Linked DNA regions of Mus musculus: region 2 is linked to region 1. Evidence: chromatin contacts called from public promoter capture Hi-C data. All regions are on one chromosome and are shown on one strand. The core of a region is the stretch at or near the end of the contact, and the rest is flanking DNA. Distances in the headings are between cores, read along the strand shown. Region 1 holds the start of Unc13a (unc-13 homolog A). Region 2 holds the start of Rab3a (RAB3A, member RAS oncogene family).

Region 1 (5,722 bases), core at 2,367-4,866:
GCTCCTTCTCTGGCCCTACCCATGTAGGACACGAAGAAGACACCAACAGGCCATTGTAGCACATGTGTGACAATCCCACCACTCAGGAGGCCAAGGCAGGAGGATTGCTGCCAGTCTGAGCCAAGCCTGGTCCACATAGAAAGTTTCAGACCAGCTCAGACTATACAACTAAACCTTGTCTTACAAAATAAATTTTAAAAAAATTTTAAGAAAAGAAGAAAAAGGCAACTGTTGGGTTCTGTTACAAATAGTTCAAAGCACATGGAACATAGCAATATTTGTGAGAAGCAAGAAGCAGCAAAATAAGGGAATTAAATTTGGGGGGCAATAGGGAGCCTGCAGGGCCTGTCATCCTCCATTCTGTCCTGGAGTGGCCTCACCTCTGCCTTACTGCTGAAAGCTAATTAAAATTTTTTAAAAAGTGAAACGGGTACTCTTTTTTTTTTGGGGGGGGGGGTCGAGTCAGGGTTTCTCTGTATAGCCCTGGAACTCACTTTGTAGACCAGGCTGGCCTCGAACTCAGAAATCCACCTGTCTCTGCCTCCCAAATGCTGGGATTAAAGGCGTGCACCACCACACCCGGCGAAACAAGTACTCATAAGAATTGGAGCCCTTGGGCTGGAGAGATGGCTCAGTGGTTAAGAGCACCGACGGCTCTTCCGAAGGTCCTGAGTTCAAATCCCAGCAACCACATGGTGGCTCACAACCATCCATAATGAGACCTGATGCCCACTTCTGGTGCATCTGAAGACAGCTACAGTGTACTTAGATATAATAATAAGTAAATCTTTAAAAAAAAAAAAAAAGAATTGGAGCCCTTAGGATTCCCGAGTTTGTAGGTTTGGATTCAAAAACACAAAGTCATTTGTTATAATCCCTCTTTTGCAGATGGCAAAACTGAGGCACCAAGAGTTGGGAGATATGGGGGTGGAATATTGGGAATGGAACCTAGGACACTGTGCAATCCAGTCCCCCCAACACACATACACTGTGGTATCCTAGGCAGCGGTGTGTAGGGGTTGAGTAAGACTGTCCCCTATAGGCTCATCAGGAAGAGGCACCATTAGGAGGCATGGTCTTATTGGAGGAAGAGTCACTGGGGCTTTGTAGTTTCAAATGCTTAAACTAGGCTCAGAGTTTCTGTCTTCTTGCTGCCTGTCGATCCAGATGGAGAAATATCATGTCTGCCTGGGCACTTCCAGGTTTCCATGGTGATAGTGGGCTAAACCTCTGAAACTGTAAGACAGCCCCAACTAAATGTTTACTTTTGTAAGAGTTTCCTTGGTCAAGTTCTCTTCACAGCAATAGAAGACTAAGATAGGATAGGGTCTGCCCCTGAGTCATGTCCAGCCAGTCACAAAATATTCTGGGTAAGACCTGAATGAGGCTCCTGTCCCAAACACTCTGTGCTCTAGGAAACTTCTGCCTTGTTCTAGGACAGAGATAGCTGGAGGTCAACCTGGCCTTACATAGATTTTTGAGGCTTAACAGGAGGAGCCCAGTAGGTTGTATGGAGGACAGTGAGCATGGCAGTATTGAAAACAGGAGCCGGGCTGGAGAGATGGCTCAGCGGTTAAGAGCACCGACTGCTCTTCCGAAGGTCAGGAGTTCAAATCCCAGCAACCACATGGTGGCTCACAACCATCCGTAACAAGATCTGACTCCCTCTTCTGGAGTGTCTGAGGACAGCTACAGTGTACTTGCATATAATCAATAAATAAATCTTAAAAACAAAAAAAAAAAAAAGAAAACAGGAGCCAAGGACACTAAAGGAAGGAGCTCAGGCTGCGAGGAGCTGGCTCACAGGTGGGAGTGGAGGCTGCGCAGCGCAAGACAGGAGGCTTAGCTGTCTGGGGCAGTTCACTCAGGGCCACCCCTATAAACAGTGAGGAGGAGTCTAGAATTTACACCAACACATAATTAGCTCAGCATGTGAGCAAGCATGAAGGTCACTCTGCAAAGGGGGAAGGGGGCAGGGGAATTGAGCATCTCAGTGGTTAGGAGTACTGGCTCCTCCAGAGGACCCAAGTTTGATTCCTAGCACCCACAAGGTGGCTCAGCACCACTGCAACCCCTGTGTCAGTGACCTGACACCCTCTCCTGGCCTGTGTGGGCACCAAGCACTGAGGTGGGACACAGACATACAAGCAGAACAGTCACAAATGTAAAATAAATGCAAATAAATTTTAATTAGAGCAGCAGAGGGCTGTGAAGATGGCTGGGTAGCTACCATGCTCCTGAGGTGCCTAAGGGAAGTGGAGGTGCCAGGGTGGCCGCCATTCTGTCTCCAAAGCCTACAGGAGGAGCTGCTGATACATACCTCCAGGCCCTTCTCCAGGAGCTGCCAGTCTAAGCTGTGAGCTTAGGGCCAGTAAGACACTGCTACCAACAGCTACAATGATGAATAAGTGACCTGTGCATGAGGAACAGCATCCAGGGTTGTTCACTGGGCTTACATGCACAGGTGTGTGTGCTCAGACACACTCACATACACACACACTATCAGATACAGACACATACACTCAGACACACAGATACACAAACACACACTCAGACATAAACACATACAGACACACTCATACACACACACTTATACAGACACAGACACACAAGCACAAACACACTCACATAGACACATACAGACACACTCACACACACAGACACATGGACACACACAAACATACTCACATGCACACACAGGCACATGCAAACTCTGTCTTACACACACACACACACACACATTCCACACATGGAAAAAAATCAAGAAGCTCTGCACAATATCCCAGTGAGCTCCTCCTGCCAAGCCTGAAGCCATGAATTCTATTCCTGGAACCCACATAGTGGAAAGAGAATCAAGTCTGGAAAGTTGCCTTCTGATCTCCATGGGCGCTGTGATATGTGTGTGCCTCATTTCTACACACATAAACAATGTAATGTATAAAAAAAATTTTAGATTTATTTTGCTTTCTGTGCATGTCTGTGGATGGTTGGGAGCTACCATGTGGGTGCGAGGAACAGAAGGCTGGGGTCTCTGGAAGACCAGCTGGTGCTCTTAACCTCTGGGCAGCTCTCCAGACCCAATAAACGTGTGTTTTTTGTTTGTTTTGGTTTTTAGAGATAGAATCTCACTATGCAGACTAGGATGGCCACAGACTCGCAGAGATCTATTACGTCCATGGCCCGCAAGAAGTAAAGTTATAAAATGGGCAGAGATATGTGCCTGTGGTAGAGTATATGCCTCATACGGGGAAGGTAAGGCACATGTCTCGCAAGTGTCAGTACCCGGATTAAAAAACAAACAAAAAAACCAATAAACAAACAGCTTCCTGCGGCACTGAAGATGGGGAATTGACAGCAAATAGCAGTTCTGTTACCCAGGAGAATGTAAAACAAGAGCACAGGTTAGGTGGCTCAGAGAGGAAATAGAAACGTGGAGACCTAGGTAGGTGGAGCACGGACAGAAATACTCATCGAGGCTGAGCCAGAAAGCAAAGGGCTTTGAAACAGATACGACCTGGCCTGGACTCCCCGCAGTTTACGAGCCCTTTAAGGCGTCTGCCCGGCCCCGCCCCGTCACGCGTCTCCGGCTCCGCCCACGCCGCAGCGTCAGAGCGCGTCAGGCGCTGTCCGCGCCCCCGGTGCTGAAGCGACATGGCCGGCGGCCGGGCCCCGGCATAAGCCCTGAGCCCCGCGCTGCACCCGCCGCGCTCTAGCCGCCTGGAGTCATGTCTCTGCTGTGCGTGGGAGGTAGGTTCTGCGTGGACGCGGGAAAAGTGCGGGGTGTGCGTGGATGAGCCGAGTCGGGCTGCACAGCAGGGGGACCCCCGGTGCGCGCTTCAGGGCGCACTTGGATCAGCCCTAGGTGCTCTTCCTGTCACTCACACGAGTGGATGAGGGACTCGGGGCGCCTGTGTAGACGGTTTATAGGCCCTGGTTGGGGCTGAGGAGACGGCGGACCGTGCGCGCGAGGGTGGGGCGTTTAGGGGTAATGGGCCCGGACTGAGCGTAGGAGCAACCTCTCCGATCCCCAGTATGCCCTAAACAGTGCAGCAGGCTCCGCGGAAGCTCGTGGCTCCCTCTTCGCCTCACCCCTAGGGCTGGAGGAAGGGAAGGAGATGTGGGGGAGCAGCTATTTTGGGGCCAAAACGCCATCTGCACCGAGGCCCACGCCCAGGCCCACGCTCCGCATTTGGAGAGTAGGGAGGGAATAACGGGAGAGGTGTGACCCCTGCACCCCTCGAAGTTCCGGGTGGGGCTAGGCACGGCTGCCAGGTAACTCTACAGCGGGAGACCTTGGGCGACCGACTGGCCATGTAGCGATGCGTGCCGATACCGTTGTGAGCTCTAGGTTTGGAGGGTGGGGGGTGAACCCCCTACTCCCTTTCCCCTTCCCACCTCCAGGAAGCTGTGTAAGGAAGAGGGCGAGTCTCCATCCCCTCAGAACCCAGGCGGCGGGAGACCTGGGCGGCGGTGTGCGGATTTGAGCTCCGCGGCTGTGTAGCCCTAGATGGCCCCGCCCCTCTGCCCCTCCCCCTCCCTGTCCCCCCCTCCCCCTCCGCTCGCTGCTCCATTCACAAACCCGGCCCAGCCCGCCCGCGCCCCGCGGTGCATCGCTCTAGTCTGTTGGACGCGGGTGTTCTTAAAGGAGCAGGAACTCTTTTCTCTGACCCTGTGCCTCGAAGGTTCCGACTGCCCAGGATTACTGGGTATCCGCGGCTTCCAGACCTGGGAAGTAAGCGGAGCTGAACGTGAAGGGGATCCTCACCTCGGGAGCTCCCTGAATCCCGTGTCCTCCCATCCTGCCTCCTGGGGCGGGGGGGGGGGGGCGCGTCACCCCAACTCTGACGCAAACCGGAGGCTCAGCTGTGGGGGTGGAGGGCGTGCAGCCTAAGAAAGGAGGCTTCCAGAAAGCCAGGCCCAGGAGACATTTGTACTGAATTCCCTGGATACCATGGTGGGCAGAACAGGGAATGAAGGGTAGGGCTCTGGGGAGAGGAAACAGGCAGAGAGGTAGGGAGGTGCAGGTGGGGCCTGAGTGGGGCGCTGGGCGTGGTAAAGCTGGGCCTGGAGGTGTCCAGTGGACCTGAACTCACCCTCACAGTCAGGGAACACCTTCATTCCAACCACCCACGACCCTCCCCACGGACGCTTTATGGCTAGGGCTGCCATTGGATATATGGGGGCTCCAGGCTCCTCTGCAATGGAAGCTTCCATGTTGCAGATACAGATCTAGATTGTACACACAGGATGCTAAGGAACGTTTAGTATATACACATAGATAGGCAGGAGCTGAGGCTCAGTATGCATAGTGCTTGCTACAGTGCTCATAGCTCAGTTGGTACAGTGCTCATAACTCGGTTGGTATAGTGCTTGCAGCTCAGTTGGTACAGTGCTCATAGCTCAGTTCAAACAGTGATGCCCAGGATGCACAAAGGCCTGTGTTTCATCCCCAGCACTGCATACATCAAACCTGTCAGCACATGCCAATCACCTCAGAACTTGGGAGGCATCGGCAGGGACTCAGGAGTTGAGGCCAGCCGGGGCTAAACAAGCCTTGTCACACATACAGAGGAAAATGTAGGAAAAAATATCCCTTCCCATCTCAACACAGGCACATACTTGACCACACCTCCTGAAACACACTTGGTCACAGGCAGATACACTACGTACATCTTAGACCTGTGATCTCACCTGACTGTATGTAGGTATGAGGAGGTCAAAA
Region 2 (5,722 bases), core at 983-3,482, 920 kb after region 1:
AATTTTTGGTGCTGTGGCTGGAATCCAGGTTCTCATACATTTGAGGTAAGCGCTTGGCCAGAGAATCACTTGACCTCAGACAAGTGAGCTAACGTGGTTCTCCTGCCTGGGCTACCTGGGTAGAGATCAGTGGGAGGTTCCTTGTCTACTCACTGGTTACCTTGTGTGCTTCCACAACCTCAAGCCTTGGGAACAGCCACATGGCTTGTCCCACCAGAGGCCTACTCTTGGTTGTCTTTTGGCCATGCTGGGGACGAACCCAAGGCTTTGTCCTGGCCAAGCAGGCACCCTACCAACTAAGCTTAGCTAAGCTTAGCTAAGTCACCTCCAATCCCAGCCTTGTGTTTTCTGAGTAGGTGGGCTGCTCACCAGTCCTGCACTGCATTAAATGACTCCTCATTGGTGATGTCATACATTAGGATGAAGCCCATGGCGCCTCGGTAATAGGCTGTGGTGATGGTGCGGTACCGCTCTTGCCCTGCTGTGTCCTGGGGAAAAGAGGGATAGGTCAGAAGGGACCTCGCAGCAGCCCCCGAGAGAAAAACGTGCTCCAAGGTTGTCCAGCAACCACTTTGAGGCCCGGGGACAGTGGGTCAGGAAAAGCAGACAGTGACCCAAATGGGTCACTGCAAGGCCACTTAGTCACTCAACAAACATGTACTGGGTGCTGCCTGAATGCCCTGTGCCACACTATGCTAGAAGATGAGTGGGGATGCTCGGGACTTAGGAAAACGGGAAGCTCATACTGGGATGGAGATGCAGGCCTTAAATCCCAGCGCCAGCCGATGGCTAGCCTCAGCTTCCTTTTGTGGGGGTTGGCAGGAAGACATCTCCCCTCCAGCCCTACACACCCAGATCTGCAGCTTGATCCTCTTGTCGTTGCGGTAGATGGTTTTGACCTTGAAGTCTATGCCAACGGTGCTGACAAAGGCTGGAGTGAAGGAGTCATCTGCGTAGCGGAAGAGGAACGAGGTTTTGCCCACGCTGCTGTTCCCAATGATCAGGATCTTGAACATATAGTCGAAGTTCTGGTCTGAGGACTCCTTCTGCCCATAGCGAGAGTCTGTGGCGGAAGCCATCTGCGGGAGGCGTGGCACAGAGGGCCTGAGGGGAGCATCAGGACCACGCACAGGGTGGGCACGGCACAGGGGTAGGTGAGGATACCCCCCAATGTCACATGCTCAACCCCCCCAACCAACATAAGGCAGAGCTGTGACCTTGACAGCACCAAGGTTTTAAGCAGGCTGTGAACCTCAGATTCCCCTGTACCCTGAGGGAAGACTGAGCCTCCTCTGCCTTCCCATCAGTCTCTCACAGAGACCCACACCGGAACATGAATACAGGAGGATCCCCAGTTCTCGCTCATCCTTATTTTTCTCCTGCAAGAACTGGGGCCCTGAGATAGCCACATCACGTGACGAAGACAGGATGAACGTAGGCTCACACACACAAAATCGCGAGCACAAGAGCGCGCACGCATACACACACACACACACACACAAGCACAATGAAGCATCTAGGGCAGGCAGACCCAAACACCTGCCCTGCATGCAAGAGTGGTGCTAACAGGCGAAACAAGCAGACATGTATGGTGTGTGCAAGCCCATGTGTGAGCACAGCTCCCTGCACCAATGCACGACTGTACCTGGCCATCCGGGAGGACACACCACACACGCGCATGGCTCCACACGCGTGTGAGCACATACTTGAACTAAGATCCACGCGCACCGCGCACGCGGACCATGCACGCACAACGTATCACAAGTGTGCACGCTGCGCGTCCTGCGGTCACTCGAGCCTCTCCATGCCCAGCGGGCGCGCACACGCGTGTTCACCCCACGAGCACGAGCACGCACAAGCCTCCCGCAAGGCCTGGCTTTCCCCTCCCCCTCTGTCGCAGAGCCCGGGCCCCAGGTGCCAGGTTAAGGGCGAGGGGTGCGGGATGCGGGACCAAGAATGCCAAATGCGAGACCCATAGCCACTACACCCGAGTTGCGCTCCCCTTGATCCCCCAGCTGTCAGTGAAACGCGGGCTCCTCAGTGTGTGGACCTGGGTTGCGCTCACCCTTACCCTCTCTAAGCTGAGACAACGCTGGCGACGGCGACCGTGGCGACTGCGCTGGCGACCGGGCCCCAGAAGAGGATGCGGGGGATGCAGGCGGCGGCGGGGGCTGCAGGCGGCAGCGGAGGAGGCTCAGGCCCCTGCAGTCCTAGCTGACGTCCTGCAAAGCCAGGGGCGGGGCTTTCTATGCAAACGAAGCTGTGACGTTAGGGGAGGGACTGCATCGACAGCCGCGGGACCACACTGGCCTGCGCCGGCAGAAGAGGGGCAGGGCCTGGTAAGCCACTGGAAGACGGGGCTCTAGGGAGGCATGAAGTTTCCATTGGCTGATGCTCTCGAGCGACGGACCGAATATCAAATCAGCGATTCCTACGTCTTTAGAGGCCCAATGGTGACTGCTAGGTGTTTGAAGGGCGGAGAGGCTGAGGCCAGGACCTAGCTCTGGTTGGAAACTTGTGGTTAGAAGTCCTTGCTTTTGAGACGTGAAGCACTCAGGAGTTTAGGTTTTGTTTTGAGAAATGGTCTCAAGTAACAAGCTGGTCTCGAACTTGCCAAGTAGCAGAGGCTGATCTTGAACTCTTGATCCTCCCGCCTGCACCTCACAAGTGTTGGATTGGCAGGCATACATCTTGATTACATTTTAGGGCTCAAAAAACTCATTAAAGACCACACAGAATTTTTAGTCCCAGCACTCAGAAGGGAGATGGAGGCAGATCTCTGTGAGTTCGAGGCCAGCCTGGTCTACAACGTGAGTTCCAGGACAGCAGGACTATGAAGAGAAACTTTGTCTCAAAAAACAAAATAAACAAGCAAATAAATAAATAATTTTTAAAAAAAGAAAGAAAGAAAGAACTGTTTTTTGATGGGCTGAGGATAATTCTCAGTTTGGTGGGGAACCTGCATCACAAAGACCTGGGTTGATCCAGGCTCCTGTTCTCTGCACTGGGAGGAGAAGGGAAGGAGGGGAGAAGCAGAAGTCCAAGGTGATCCTCAGTTACATAGTGTCTTAAAGTCAGCTTGATCCACATAAAACCCTGCCTCAAAGAAATAAAGGAGAAAATCCGGTCTGTGCAAAGAGAAAAGGGTCTGATGAGTCCCCAGAGAACCCCTTGCTTCCTTGCGCACTTAGGGCTCAGAAGTATCCTGACCCATAAGTCTTCCAAAATTGTAATGAAAGACCAAGGAAGCAGAGAAGATTCAAGAGTAGCTGCCCAACGCCCTTTACGATATGGACACTGGGACCCGGGTAACCCTGTGTCTCAGGAAGGTGGGCGCAGAAATGCAGACTTCCAAGCCGCTATGATACACACGACTCATTCCTGCAAATCTGCCTGTCAAGGTGGGAATCTGGGGTCTATCCTATTCTTCCTCTCCGTGCGGCCGGGCAGGGTCCCCATCGCTTCCATTCCCACAGGAAGCAGAACTGGGAACGTGTCCTGGCCCTGTTTATAGACCTCCCCGCCAGCTGCGGAGGCGCCAATGGACCAGAATAACTTGTCGCCTGGATGCTCGTCCACCCCCGCGAGGAGCCTGGAGCCCCGCCCAATCCGGGGCCGCTGGAGGAAGCTTATTTCCTGCTTCCCCTGCACTTCATGCAGAGACACAAAGTGACCATCAGTTTGTTACTTAGCGAGCTCCGGGCCCACGCGGAGGCTACTGTGGGGACCGGGACCGGGTTTGAGGACAGAAAGGGTGCAGGAGGAGCCTGGGACACTGGAGCCTGATTTGGATTTATTCCGAAGGGATAAGGTTAGGGGAGGAACCCATTTGCTTCCACCACCAAGCAAGGGCTCCAGGAGAACTGTGCTGGTAGCTCAGTAGGTGGCAAGGCTTCATCGGAACACTTGGAAAGCTGAGGCAGGAGGGTTGTTGAGTTCTTTATCATCCTGGATCACAAAGTGAGACCCTGTTTCATACTATAAACGTGTGCGGGGAAACTGCTGGCATGGTAACAGAAACCTTTAATTACACAGCACTTGGGAATTTCTGAGTTTGAGGCTCCCCAGAGAGGACAGCACAGCTGTCTGGAAGAATGAAGCAAGTGTGTTAAAGGCCTGGGCAAACAAGAGCACAGGCAGAAGAAGGGACAGAGGGAAGCTGTTCCTCAAATCTTTCTAAGTTATATTCATTTATTTGTGTTGGAAAGAGGGGAGTGTCACAGGACAACCTAGGAAGTCAGTTCTTTCCTTCCAGCACAAGTCCTAGGAATGGAACTCACGTCATCAGGTTTGTGTGACTTCCAAATTCTCCCACAGTGAACACACATGACTTTGTTTAACAAGAAATCTCTAAGGGTCGCCTCTTAAGACATCTGGAAGGAAGAAGGAAATGTTCCAGTGTGTGACCCCAGATGGCCTTTTGTGCCTCCTGGGGATGAATAGCCCGAGTCATAATATTTACAGAGGAAGTCGCCTGCCACTCTGGCTCCTTGGAGGCCTTGGTCAGGTGCAGAGTTACAGGCTCAGAGGGAAAAAGGAAAAGGGAAAGAGAGGGACCCCCCCCCCCCCATGGCACATGCCTGTTACCCCAGCCAAGCACTCGAATGGTGGAGGCAAGAAAATAACGTTAGTGTCATCCTCTGCGGCAAACAAGTCTGACATTAGAACTTGAGACCATGAGACCTTGTCTCAAAACGGCCAAAGAACTGTTTGGAAAACAAACAGGGAATCAGTCATACCGCCAGGGGGCACCAGTGCCCACTCTTAGTATATAAGCTCTGAGGGACTAGTTATGACTCAGTTTCCACACAAGAGAATGAGTAGGTGTCGCGGCTATTCCTGGTTGTCAACTTGACTATATCTGGAATGAACTACAATCCAGAATTGGAAGGCTCACCAGTGACCCTAATCTGGAGGCTTGGAGATAGAAGTTTCTGATCTGGATCTTGGTATGGAGATCTTAAGACATAGTGGCTATGGCTTCCAGAAGATTAAGACAGGGAGATCTCATGGGCTGGAGAGATGGCTCAGTGGTTAAGAGTACCGCTGCTCTTCCGAAGGTCCTGAGTTCAAATCCCAACAACCACATGGTGGCTCACAACCATCCGTAATGAGATCTGACACCCTCTTCTGGTGCATCTGAAGACAGCTGCAGTGTACTTACATATAATAAATAAATAAATCTTTAAAAAAAAAACAAAAACAGGGAAATCTCTGAGTTCAAGGTCATCTGTGATTAAAGGTGTGGTGGCACACACCTTTAATCTGGGCTACACCTTCTGCTGGAGACCTACATAAGGACATTGGAAGAAGGAAGGCTTTCTCTCCTTCACCTGCTTGCCGTGTAGGACTGAGCAACTGCTAGATCCTTGGACTTCCATTCACAGCTGCTGCTGACCACTGTTGGGAGTTGAACTGCAGACTCTAAGTCATCAATAAATTCCTTTACTATATAGAGAATACCCATAAATTCTGTGACTCTAGAGAACCCTGACTAGGGAACGCCTATGGTGAAGAGAGGTGTGCCGGCACTCTGGTTTGAGAAGCCCAATCTTGTCAGAGACAGGGATCCTCATTGACGGGAAGACTGAGGCCTGCAGTGCTCTTCTATTTATTCTATTTTTGCAGTGATAGAAATGGAACTCAGGACTTCCCAAAAGCTAAAGCTCTGTTACCAGAGCCACACCCCAAGCCCCTCATTGGGCAATTCTAGGCAGAAGCT

The links. Promoter capture Hi-C pulls out the DNA fragments that hold promoters and counts their contacts.
Region 2: a contact with region 1 is called in a promoter capture Hi-C map of embryonic stem cells, with 3 times the contacts expected there. The contact joins the promoter of Rab3a here to the promoter of Unc13a in region 1. A contact is called at or near these places in 4 of 39 promoter capture datasets (the HPC-7 cell line, embryonic stem cells and hippocampal neurons), 5 of 115 datasets of contacts at active chromatin or transcription factors (bone marrow-derived dendritic cells, embryonic forebrain, embryonic stem cells and 2 more) and 1 of 9 other capture datasets (embryonic stem cells).

The regions. Positions count from the first base shown.
Region 1 is chr8:71,669,651-71,675,372 of GRCm38.p6, reverse strand. Unc13a (unc-13 homolog A) reads left to right here and starts at 3,616. Exons shown (of 44, transcript NM_001029873.2): 1 at 3,616-3,747. The coding sequence starts at 3,726.
Region 2 is chr8:70,751,213-70,756,934 of GRCm38.p6, reverse strand. It overlaps Rab3a (RAB3A, member RAS oncogene family), which reads right to left and starts at 2,232. Exons shown (of 5, transcript NM_009001.7): 1 at 2,072-2,232; 2 at 852-1,079; 3 at 370-488. The coding sequence starts at 1,079.